2 separate regions of the Zea mays genome follow, and region 1 is linked to region 2. The links are chromatin contacts, called in public Hi-C maps. All regions are on one chromosome and are shown on one strand. The core of a region is the stretch at or near the end of the contact, and the rest is flanking DNA. Distances in the headings are between cores, read along the strand shown. Region 1 has its middle 13 kb from the start of LOC103649667. Region 2 holds the start of LOC100192587.

Region 1 (5,624 bases), core at 2,535-5,034, 57 kb before region 2:
TGTGGTAGCACTGTTTTCCCGGGTGGTTCTCCATGTTCCCATTAACATAATGATCTTATCATGAACATAAAATAATGAACAGATAATAGAAAGTGTAGTCATGAGTCATAAATATCTTTATACCCAAATCCACATAAAGCAATAGCATGTACTACCCAAAAATTTAGTAGTAAAACCAGTGGTGAAACAAGGTATAAAGATAGTCAAAATCTAGGGTATCCTATTGGGTCCCATCCAAAATTAACCTATGCAGATCATTATGAATAATAAGAACATGAATAGGTAAAAGAAGTGATCAAGGGCACAACTTGCCTTCAATGAGCTCCTGCTCAGCTACTTCTACTTGTTGAAGCTCAGGTTCCACAGTGGGTTGCTCGTCTACTCGCATCAACACAATACATACATAGTATAGCCAAAATCAACATCACACCAAACAGATGAATGAAATATACAGTAAAAATATACACATTAAAATGAAACCATAGGAACTGGAATCACTAAATTTTGAGTTATAGAATTCAAGTTATGAATTTCCTAAGATTTAAGGTGATTATAATAGGATTAGATGATAAATTAATTTTCTAACTGTTTTCATGTCAAAACAGAGATACTAAATGATAGATAATATTATTACAAAATTTTAGAAATTGGAATGGTTCAATTTGGAGCTCTCATGGATTTTCTAAGAATTAATTAAGTTCTAGGAATTGTTTTGTATTAAAAATACATTTTCCCAATTCATTTAATCTGATTTACTCTTCTCTGGATGGCGCCTCAATTCCCAGAAAAGCCAGGGGGGTCTCTGCGCAAATTACCTAAGACACAGAGCACTGTTAAATGAGGACGGTGGGTTGGTTTCTGGAAAGCAGAGGGGCTCTTTAGCAAAACGATCGGCTGAAGGGGTACGCTTCATCGTGGGTCGTTTGATCACCAGCCAACGGCCCAGATTAGATAGATATTAGTTATAGTCCCGCTTTCACTTCCAACCATCGGATCTGAGATCCACGATCCACGGCGCACGATGCACCAACCCTCTCTCTTGGCCACACGATCACAGATCTACGGCTTAGATCAAGCAGGCCGAAATCGGCATCGGGGTCCATTCTGCGCCGTTGATTGGGAAATCTACGTAGCGTCTGGTTTCTTCCCTAGCCGACTACCAGGCACGGCGGCGCGCCTAGCCCTACGGTGGTGCCATGGCCGCTGCCCACGAGATCTCCACAAAGCAATCCAAACCTCGACGTGGATGGTGCAACACGATGAGAATGACTAGGCGATCGAGGCTAGGGGTTTCTTACCGGTGATTGAAGCAGCGGCGAGGCAGGCCACACGACATGGCGGATCTACGGCCGAAGCAAACTATGGTGAGCGATTCACCATTGTACAGCTGCCATCCGCACCTGAGCGATCAACGAACGGCTTCAGTGAGTCCCGCCGAGCTATTCCCCCCCAGTTTTGTGGTTTCTTTCCCCCCTTCTCCTACGGTGGCGGCTAGGGACCCCAAAACTCAATTTGAGTTCATTGTATAAGGAGAGGGAAGGAAGGGGGACCTAGTTTATGTGGACGTGGGGAGGCGGCCAGGGTGTAACGGCCTAACTACCACCCGAAGACGCAGACCCAGCCGGGATTCTCGGCAACTCCACCAGTGGAGTCCACACGACATCACGGTCCCAGCAGTAACAACCTTCCATGGAAGACGCTCCAGTGGAAGCGGGTCCACCATTTAGCTGCCGGGTGAGCTTGGTTCGACCCCGCGCCGGGCTCGAGACGGCGCGGATATGCTCCAGGAAGTAAATAGGGGCGTGGATGGTGGCCGAGGTGGGGTTGATGAGCTAGCCGGCTCCGAGGAAATCGCTGCGGACGTTGCGCGCAAGCGATGGTAGGGGAGAACTGGTCGCCGCGGATGACAGAGAGGTCCCACCCGCCAGCCACACAGAAGCAGAAAAGGGGAGAGGAGAGGGAGGCTTACAACCGGGTCCCGCACGGAAGTGGATGAGTGGCAACGTGGGCGCGAGTGAGCGGCAGACGAGTGGGCCCGCCCTGTCGGCGCGCGTGGGATGACCAGCAGGGCCGCGCGATTGAGGATTTGCACACTGGGCCGAAAATGACGCAGTCGGCCCATGTAGCCCTTTTTCCCTTTTTCTTTTTATTTTTTTCTGTTTTCTTTCTCTTTTCTCTTATTTTTGAATCTAAGTTTGAATTTCAAATTGGTGACGAACTTGTACTCAAATTTTCTGAGTATATGATTTGGATAAATCATTGTGGAATAAATTTATCTATTTATAAGTTTTATTTTTTGTATTGCATAGTATTTTTCTTTCTTTCTTTCCAAATTTTAGAATTTCTTTTAGGATTTAATTTCCCATTTGGATATTTAACATTTTTCACATTATTATATGTTATCACAAAATGCACACAGAATAAAATCGAGCATGATGCATAATTTGGTAGTATATGTTTTTATTAATTGTTTTTGGGCATGATGTTCACATAAGATGATGCATAAAGATCAAACTCACATAAAGAGAAATTGTTCCTCTACTGGTATTATTCCTAGCAATTACAAAGTGGGTGTTACACAATGGTAACTTGAGCAAGTTTTGCCGCCGCACTTTATTTATGATGCTTTGAAGCAGATCTGCCGCGAGAACAAAAAGAAGAGGCGAGAGGGGATCACCCTGCCTGACCCCACGCTTGCAGTGAAAAGTTTTCCCAGGTACACCATTAAGAAGAACTGAAGACGTGCCAGACCGAAGAATGTCCCTAATCCAGTTTATCCATCTGGGGCCGAAGCCATTGTGCAGCAATACCTGAAGAATGAACTCATGCTCTAGAGAATCAAACGCCTTTTCAAAGTCCAATTTGAGCACAATAATCTCTTTTTTTGAAATATGGCAAAGATGAATATATTCGAAAGCCCAGGCCAGGCAGTCTTGAATGTTTCTTCCTTTGATGAAGCCATATTGATTTTTGTGGACAAGGGAAGTCATCACTGTCTGTAACCGGTTAGCCAGCAGCTTAGTAATGATTTTCATACTATTATTCAGAAGAGAGATTGGTCTGAAATCGCCCACTACTCTGGCATTATCCTTCTTCGGAATCAGGACAATATAAGAGCCATTAATGCTTCGAAGGCAAACATCTCCATGGTAAAATTGATCACATAAGTCATAGAAGTCTTGTGAAATAATCGGCCAACATTTTTTGATAAAGTTAGTATTAAACCCATCAGGTCGCGGGGAGGCGCTTACTACATAGATACATTGTATTGGATTAGTTGTTCTTTGTCACATTTTTCACCGTCTCTCCTCGCGCAACAAAGAGAGAAGATTTTGCCCCATGCGTTGCGTTGCATTGGATGGAGTCTGAAGATGCATATCACTAGGATTATAACGTAGGTGAGCCCTAACACAGTTGGTAAATGCCTTCAAAATACGATACTGCGATACCCAGAGATCTACTAGTCGTTTTGATTCGATCCCAACAAATTAAATTAAGTAATACCAATCGATGTCGCGGCCATGCTCTAGAAGGCAGGCGAGCGCGCACAGGGACAACCGGACAAGGAAAAGAACTCCGAACTCCCGCTGCGGGCTGCGGCGGCTGGCCTACCTAGCTAGTCCGCTAGTATAGTTAGCAACAAAACAACAGGGCCGCCGCCCGCCGCCCCGTCCCAATCGTCGGCGAAGGCGACGGAATCCGCCCGACCTCATACATCTCCGTGAGTTGCATATAGATGCTGCTCCGAATATACTATACTACATTGCCGCACGTGTGGCTCCTAGCTAGCTAGCCTAGCCTGCAGACAGCATATGATTGGATCGGGGCAGCCAGGCAGGCCGGCGGACTCGACGGCGGCAAGGGACGTCGTCGCCGTCGCCGTCGTCCGTGACGTGCGCCGTGACGAACACGAACCGCCGAGGCGGTCTAGCTGTTTGGATAATAATTAATAATAATACGTCTCGGCAACGGCACTGCAGATGCCGACCGGCCGGGCAGGGCACGGTGTGTGATTTTTACACTATATCTCATCATCCGATGGTCGCGCTGCGCATGCGTCGTCCTCGTCCAGAATTGTATGTTCTGATTGATGATGACGGAGGGACTGCATGCCATCTCTGCATGATTGGGGCTCCATCGGGATGAACGGATCTCGGTCCCGCGTACGGATTAGGACGGACGAGTCTTTCACTTCCCCTCCGTGGCACCGTGTCCAGCTTATCTATAGTCATCCAAAACAATGTTCTATTTACATTATAAACTGTTCTTGTAAAATTTAAAATATAATATGAGAAATATAATAGATAAGCTGTTGAAGATAGTATAATGGCTAACAATATAAGCTTTAGAGGTTCGCACAAGGGTTGGAGACCCATGCACGTAATCGAATTCCTTTTTAAGTGCGCACGCTAAGATGTCTAAATGGGTCGGCCGGCCCGTCACGATCTGAACCCGTTGAAACACGACCCGTTTAAGCACGACACGATTAGACCTGAATAATTATCTGCACCGGGTCCGGCTACCCAACGAGCTCAATTATCTGAACGAGCTCGGCACGGGATGGGCCCAACCATATCGGGCCGACCCGTTAAGCTCGGCCCGAAAATAAACATCGTGACGGCCTAAGCCCGCTAGCGTATAAACTAAGCTTAAAATTAAATCACCATAAAAAATTGAACATATTTACAAATCATAATTGAAAAATATAACTAAATATAATAACATATATTACAAATAATACACATATCACATGTCACAAATAAATGATATAGCTATTTTTGCAACATTGCCTTATTAAACGGGTCGAATCCGAGCCCGTTTAGAAATGGGCCTTGCGCGGGCTAGCCCACCGGCCCAAAACATTGAACGAGCCTGGCACGGACGGGCCCTAGCCCGCATAGAGCCGAATCGGAACGGGCTCAGATCAAGCCCAAATAACGGGCTTCGTGCCAGGTTCGTGGGGCGCGGGCTTGATGGCCACCTATAGCGCACGCACAATAGTTAATAATCCCTCTGTCTCAAAATATAAGTCATTTCAAGATTTTTGGAGAGTCAAAGTTTTTAAAGTTTGACCAGAAGTATGGCAAGAATCATAAAAGATTTATGACACGAAATAGATATAGTATGAAAATATATTTAATGAGAAATCTAATGGTATACATTTGATATCATAAATGTTATGACTTCATTGTATAAATTTGGTCAAACTTGAAAACACTTTGACTCTCCAAGAATTTTGGAATGACTTATATTTTGGAACGGAGGAATAATGTTTTAGTCAATTTTAGTCGATAAAATCAGACATAGTATTTTAGGGACTTAAGTTTAGTCCCTAAAATTCAGAAAGGTGACTAAAGAAACCAAACAAATCATAAATGAGTCATGTGTGTGCACAGGGCCGTCTCCTATTTTCTTGGGCCGGTGCAAAAATATAAAAATAGGTCTTATGACCTATACTATATAGAAATAAAAACAATCTAAAATGAGTTCTTTCAAATTTGATTTATTATATATCATTGTTCTCTTATATTATCTATTTTAAAGCAAGGTTCTTTAGTTTAATTTGCAAAACATCAAACAATTTTTATCCCTGTGCCATCGGCCCAGTTGTGCTAGGCACTAGA
Region 2 (5,559 bases), core at 709-3,208:
CTGCCAGCCAGATCGAGAGGGACACGGAGAGAAACGCCGGTTCGTTAGTCAGACTAGTGCACTGCACAGCAGTAGCGTACTGGACTTTTTATTTTGGCTCCTGTAGTTACCGCGATGTTCACCCAGTCTGCGCTCGTGGCGACTTCTGCCTTCCTGTTGCAGACCTCCGTGTGCGGCTCGCTGTCGTGTTTGTTTGTTTTTTATTTGGTTAGTTGCAGATCGATGCAGCCACACAGTACAGACCGACAGACAGACAGGATTTCAGATCCATCTCTCACCTTCTGATCGCCGACCAGCACAGGAACACGACGTAGATCCCCATCAGCCCAGGCGCCAGGTACCCTGCCTTCACCTGTTAATTCCGTCCACGCAAGAGGACGCGACAACCAACGAACAAGATTCGGTCAGCCCGCCGTACGTATGCGTCTCCACAAGCCCCAGCCGTGGAGAATGAACGCCACCATTTTCAGAGCACGGAGCATGTATGTATATGTACGCGTGCTGCTTGCCTTGGAGCGCGTGGAGACGAAGGTCATGAGCTGCACGAGCACCAGCGTGACGGTGATGAAGAGGATGTTGAGCCTGCAGGCCGGGCTGGGCGCGTACCACACGTACATGAGCACGACCCCCAGCAGCGACCCCACGTACGTGGCGATGGACACCGCCTGGATCAGCAAGTGGCTGCATGCATTGCATTGCATGCGCATGGACGGTGAGTCGCGTCGGCATCTGGAGCAGCAGCTGAGAGGACGATCGTGTATCGATCGAGCAGTTAGTGAGTGGCGACAGTGAAGTGAACCTACCATCTCTTCTGGGTGGTCTCTGACCGGCACCAGTCGTTGAGCCACATGATGAACCTGGTGACGCTGATGAGCTGGATCACCAGGAACGCCCTGCTTCATTCCGATGATGCGAGCTCGTTAGGATACGCATGTCTTCCATGCATCATCTCTATAATCTATGGAGCAACGAGCTAACGCATGCATGGCTAGCCAGCCTGGATATATGCTGAGCTGAAGAACACGGAAACATACCCTGCTCCGAAATGCGCCACCTTCCCTGCAAAGATTCAGAGGAACGACACGGAGGCGCATCGTCGTCGTCAGCGAGATCAAAAGGCTGTATATAGTCATATAGATCTGGATTTGCCGGGATCGAGTGTGAGTCTTAGTACTACTGACCGTAGAGCTGGACGAGCGGCGACGGCGCGAGGAAGGCGACGGCGGTGAGTGCGAGCCAGAGGACGATCTTCGCCGGCCACCAGTCGGAGTGCCACGAGTTGCGGCAGTCGTGCAGCTTCCTGGTGTGCACGGTGGACAGGAACATGACGACGAAGAAGACGAAGCAGCCGAGGCTGACCCGCAGCACGCCCTCCGCGCCCAGGCAGTGGCGGCGCGCGCCCTGGCAGACCTTGAGCCCTGCATGCGCATGCACCAAGGAACACACGCCATGCCCATCGATCATCAGCTTTGCCGGTGGCATGCAATGCAATGCGATGCGATGCGTCCCAACTCCCACGCACGGCACGGGCATGGGCAACGGGTAGGTAGGTATACAGTAAATCAATACGCACGCTGGAGCCCGGCGATCGCGGAGCTGCCGTAGTCGCGGAGGGTCCAGGCGAGGAGGTTGGTGACGAGGAAGATGAGCGCGTACAGGTAGCGCGCCACCATCGGGTTGGGCGGCCCCAGGAAGAGCCCCTCCGCGCAGGCGCAGCACCAGTCCTCCGTGACCCGCCGCCCGCGCCGCTCGTCGGAGGACGACCCGCCGCTACTGCCGGCCTCCATGTCGGCCACGGCGGCACCAGCACCAGCACCAAGCGTCATCTACCACCGCGAGCTGCCGCTCCTTCTTCCTAGCTTCTTCCTGTTTCTGCACGCATCGCATGCACCGACACGCAGAGACCAGAGAGAGGTAGTAAGCAAAACAAGCAATCAATAATTAATAAAAAAAGAGTAGATGAGTTACTACGAGTTACGACACACGCAAGCTACTAGAGGGGCGTGGTGTGCGTGCGTGCGTCCCGACCCGCCGTAGTTCGTTTCGTACGCCTGTCGTCTTTGGCTGGCGCCGGTCGAAAACGATGATGTGTTTCTTTGCGCCAAAGCATGGCTCGGCTCGCCCCCAAAGACCGGCTTTTTTCTTGCCTTGCTTTGTGGGCAAAACACCACCACCTGTTTCGGCACTGTCGATGATCCTACACTAGCTAGGCAGCCATACGTAGGTTGGTATTTGGTTGGCTAAAAAAATTGTTAGCGGAATTAGCTAGCTCACACTAGCTAGCTAGTTTACTAAAAATAGTTAATAATTGAACTATTAGCTAAAGCTATTTGGATATCTTCAACTAATTTTAGTAAGTAACTATTAGCTCAGGTATATATTCAAACACCCCAGTGTTCGTCCTAGCTATATATCTGTGCCATTTAGTTGGCACTAACAGCTAGCTATATAGTGCTGCGTGAGCCAGGTTCCAACTCCAAGAAAACGGTGCCCTTGCTGCTGGAACAGTCCGCGCTAACAATATTGCAGCGTCGATTGCGTGCTCGAATTCAGATGCTAAAAAGAACAAAAAGCATCGTCAAAAGGTTCGGCCTTGGTGCAGATAAAGCACCGGCCGGCCGGATGGAAGAAGGAAAAAAAAAAGATTAGCTATAGCTAGAATCTGATGAATTCGCGCGCGCGCGCGCCGCCCTTGCATTGACAGGGATATGTAAAGAGGTTAAAGGCATCATCTCTGAAAAAGAAAAAGAAAAAAGAAAAGAAAAGAAAAGGCAGTGCGTGACATGAACGCAATGCTGCTGCTGCCTAGAAACAATTAATTCAGCAGAGCGCGCGGCTAGCTTTGAGGTGGGACGGTTACGGTTAAAGACAGGTGGTGGAGTCAGTGCTGGTGGACTGGAGAGGTGCATGGCTTTTCTGTGGCTGTCACAGCAGAGAGCTAGCTTTGTTTGGATGGGTTTGTAGCTAAGCTAGATAGGGAGAATGGAGAGAGCAAGTTACTAAAGCGTACGTCAGGCAGGCAAAGCATCTGGATGGATGATGATCTGTAGAATGGAACAAAGCAAAAGGAGCCTGATGCTGAATTAATTCCTCTTGACGAGTACTGGTACGGTGCTGCTAGTAGCAGTCAGCGCACATATCCGATCCGGCCGCACGCTTTTCCTTTTTTTTTCGCGTTCGCTCTGGAGCATATGCATATCCTGATCTTGGAGATCGTCGTCGCCTCCTCGGCAAAAGGAACTAACGACATGGCTTACTACTCTTCCATACGTACAAAACTTCAGTCGTCGGTCTAACCAGCAGCAACTATAGGTACGTACACACGGGCGACTAACAGAAGACACGTACAACGACGTAGTGTATTATATTTCTCAAAAAATTTTATACACAGAACGAAAGACATATAATCTATCTACCAGAGAGAAATATTAATGCTAGCTAGCTATATATAGTGATGATTCAGTTCGTCTTTCCCGTGCGTAACGAAAACCAACCATATATATATGTATGCATCAAGGAGGGAGATCGAGGAACAAGATCGCACAGCGCGCAGTTACGTCTGCAGCTGGTGATCGATTCAACAGAACACACGCAACTGAACTGATGAATCGTTTTCCCAGCTAGCAGCTAAAGAGGCTGCATGATATCCGATGGATAGACCATCACGAGATCGATCAGCACCAGCACCAGCACCAGCTAGTAGCGAGCATGCATGGGAGGAACAAGCAAGGCAAAGCAAAGCAAGCAGCAGCCAAGGAAATATAATGAAGCAGGGGACGGCGACTCACCTGATGATGTGCCGCCGGCGCGGCAATGGATGGACAAGCCTCTGCCAGCTAGCTAGTCAACCAGGAGGCGCGGCCGCGCGGGCGAGCGTCCATGGCGGCCAGGCCACCGTGGTCGTCGGCTCCTCGCTGCGGAGAGCGATCGAGCGAGGCTAGGAGTGCGCGCGGTGGCGCCGGGCCGGCGGCGTCGTGTGCTGCTGCGTATGTATGACACAACGCTCACAAGGCCCTGGTGGTGCGCGCGGGCGCGGCTAGCCTAGCTAGCGGCCTATACTTGTTTGTGCGGGGCGCGGTCTCGATCTGTCCGGGATGGGCAAGCAATGCAAGGGCCGGGCATCTCTCCCCTCCCGCGTACGCGTCGTTGCTGTAGGCTGTGTGTCCGTCGAGTCGGAGCGCATCGTCCCAAACACATCCACTGGCTTGATTATTCCGTTACGTTACATGTGGCTCGATCCCGCCGTGGTGCTCCACTACTCATCGTCACGCCGCTCCTCCGCTCTCTGCCACCGCCGCTGCAGATCAAGACGGACGGACGACACGTACACGCGGCTCTGGTGGATGTGGATGCAGATACCAGAGAGAGATTTTGCAGATGCAGAGCCTTTGCTTGGGCTGCATATGGTGGGGGCATGTTAGGCCGCCAACTTGCACCGAAACGGCAAAGCCAGCACGAGGAGCTAGCTAGCGGGCGGCAGCGTCAGGAAAAAACAGCAGGACGTCCGCGTCCAGAAATATATCGATCAAACTAACCAACTATATATATATATATATATATATATATATATATATATATATATATATATATATATATATATATATATATATATATATATATATATATATATATATATATATATATAATGGCCGGCATGTCTGCTGTGGGTAGTAATCTCTACAACTATTAAGGCTCACTTGTAGACTGCCCCCGCTCGCTGGCTCCCGCGCGCGCAACCGCCTTGGCTCCCGCGCGCACAAACAACCGCCGCCCGCTCGCGTGGCTACCGCGCGCACAACCGCCGCTATTCGCGGACGCCATCAGCTCATCCCCGCGCCCGCGAACCAAATTCCGACGAAGATCTCGCGCTGCCCCCGCTCGCTGGCTCCCGCGCGCGCAACCGCCGTGGCTCCCGCGCGCACAAACAACCGCCGCCCGCTCGCGTGGCTACCGCGCGCACAACCGCCGCGATTCGCGGACGCCATCAGCTCGTCCCCGCGCCCGCGAACCAAACTCCGACGAAGATCTCGCGCTCGCCCGCCCGCCCAACGCGCGGTAGCCACGATTGCCCGCCCAACGCGCGCGGTAGCCACGCGCACGTCGCGCACGTCGCGCCCGCCAGGCCGCCCGCCGGGATTCCCCTCAAATGCCGCTCCCTACGCACGCGGGTGCCGCTCCCTACGCGCACGCCCGTCGAGCTCGGCCCCGACCTATCCGCCAACCAACGCCACGGATCCTTCATCAATTAGTTCCCCTGCTCAAACCCCTTCTCAATCCCCTGCTCAATCCCGCACCACTGCATTCCACCGCCCTGCCCTCTAAGATTCCCCGCCTCGCCACCTTCATTCCAACGTCAGTGTGCCGCTGGAGTTGCCCCAACACCGGATACGAACGACGTTTGCTACTGCTCAACCGCGCAGGCCTGGACCAACCAGTCATTCCTCATTCGCGGCGGGAAAGCAAACGACGGCTGTGCGGGTAATACATTTCTCTCCTACTACATGGTAATTTTCTTATGTGATGTCGCCTGCTGAAGCAAACAACAGAAGCCATCTTTTA

The links. Hi-C and Micro-C count contacts between places; a contact is called where the count stands out from the background.
Region 1: a contact with region 2 is called in a Hi-C map of leaf, with 4 times the contacts expected there. The contact joins the enhancer-like site here to the promoter of LOC100192587 in region 2. A contact is called at or near these places in 5 of 25 Hi-C or Micro-C datasets (ear, endosperm, leaf and 1 more).

The regions. Positions count from the first base shown.
Region 1 is chr3:9,528,166-9,533,789 of Zm-B73-REFERENCE-NAM-5.0, reverse strand. No RefSeq gene overlaps it. Among protein-coding and RNA genes, the nearest start is that of LOC103649667, 13 kb to the left of the region's middle. Within about 2 kb of position 3,784, at least 14 of the 20 cell types and tissues checked have an H3K27ac peak or open chromatin away from gene starts, as enhancers often do. A contact at or near this core is called in ear and leaf, where this site is marked.
Region 2 is chr3:9,469,334-9,474,892 of Zm-B73-REFERENCE-NAM-5.0, reverse strand. It overlaps LOC100192587, which reads right to left and starts at 1,958. Exons shown (of 10, transcript NM_001367078.1): 1 at 1,574-1,958; 2 at 1,182-1,418; 3 at 1,035-1,059; 4 at 804-893; 5 at 510-681; 6 at 279-352; 7 at 111-180. The coding sequence starts at 1,826.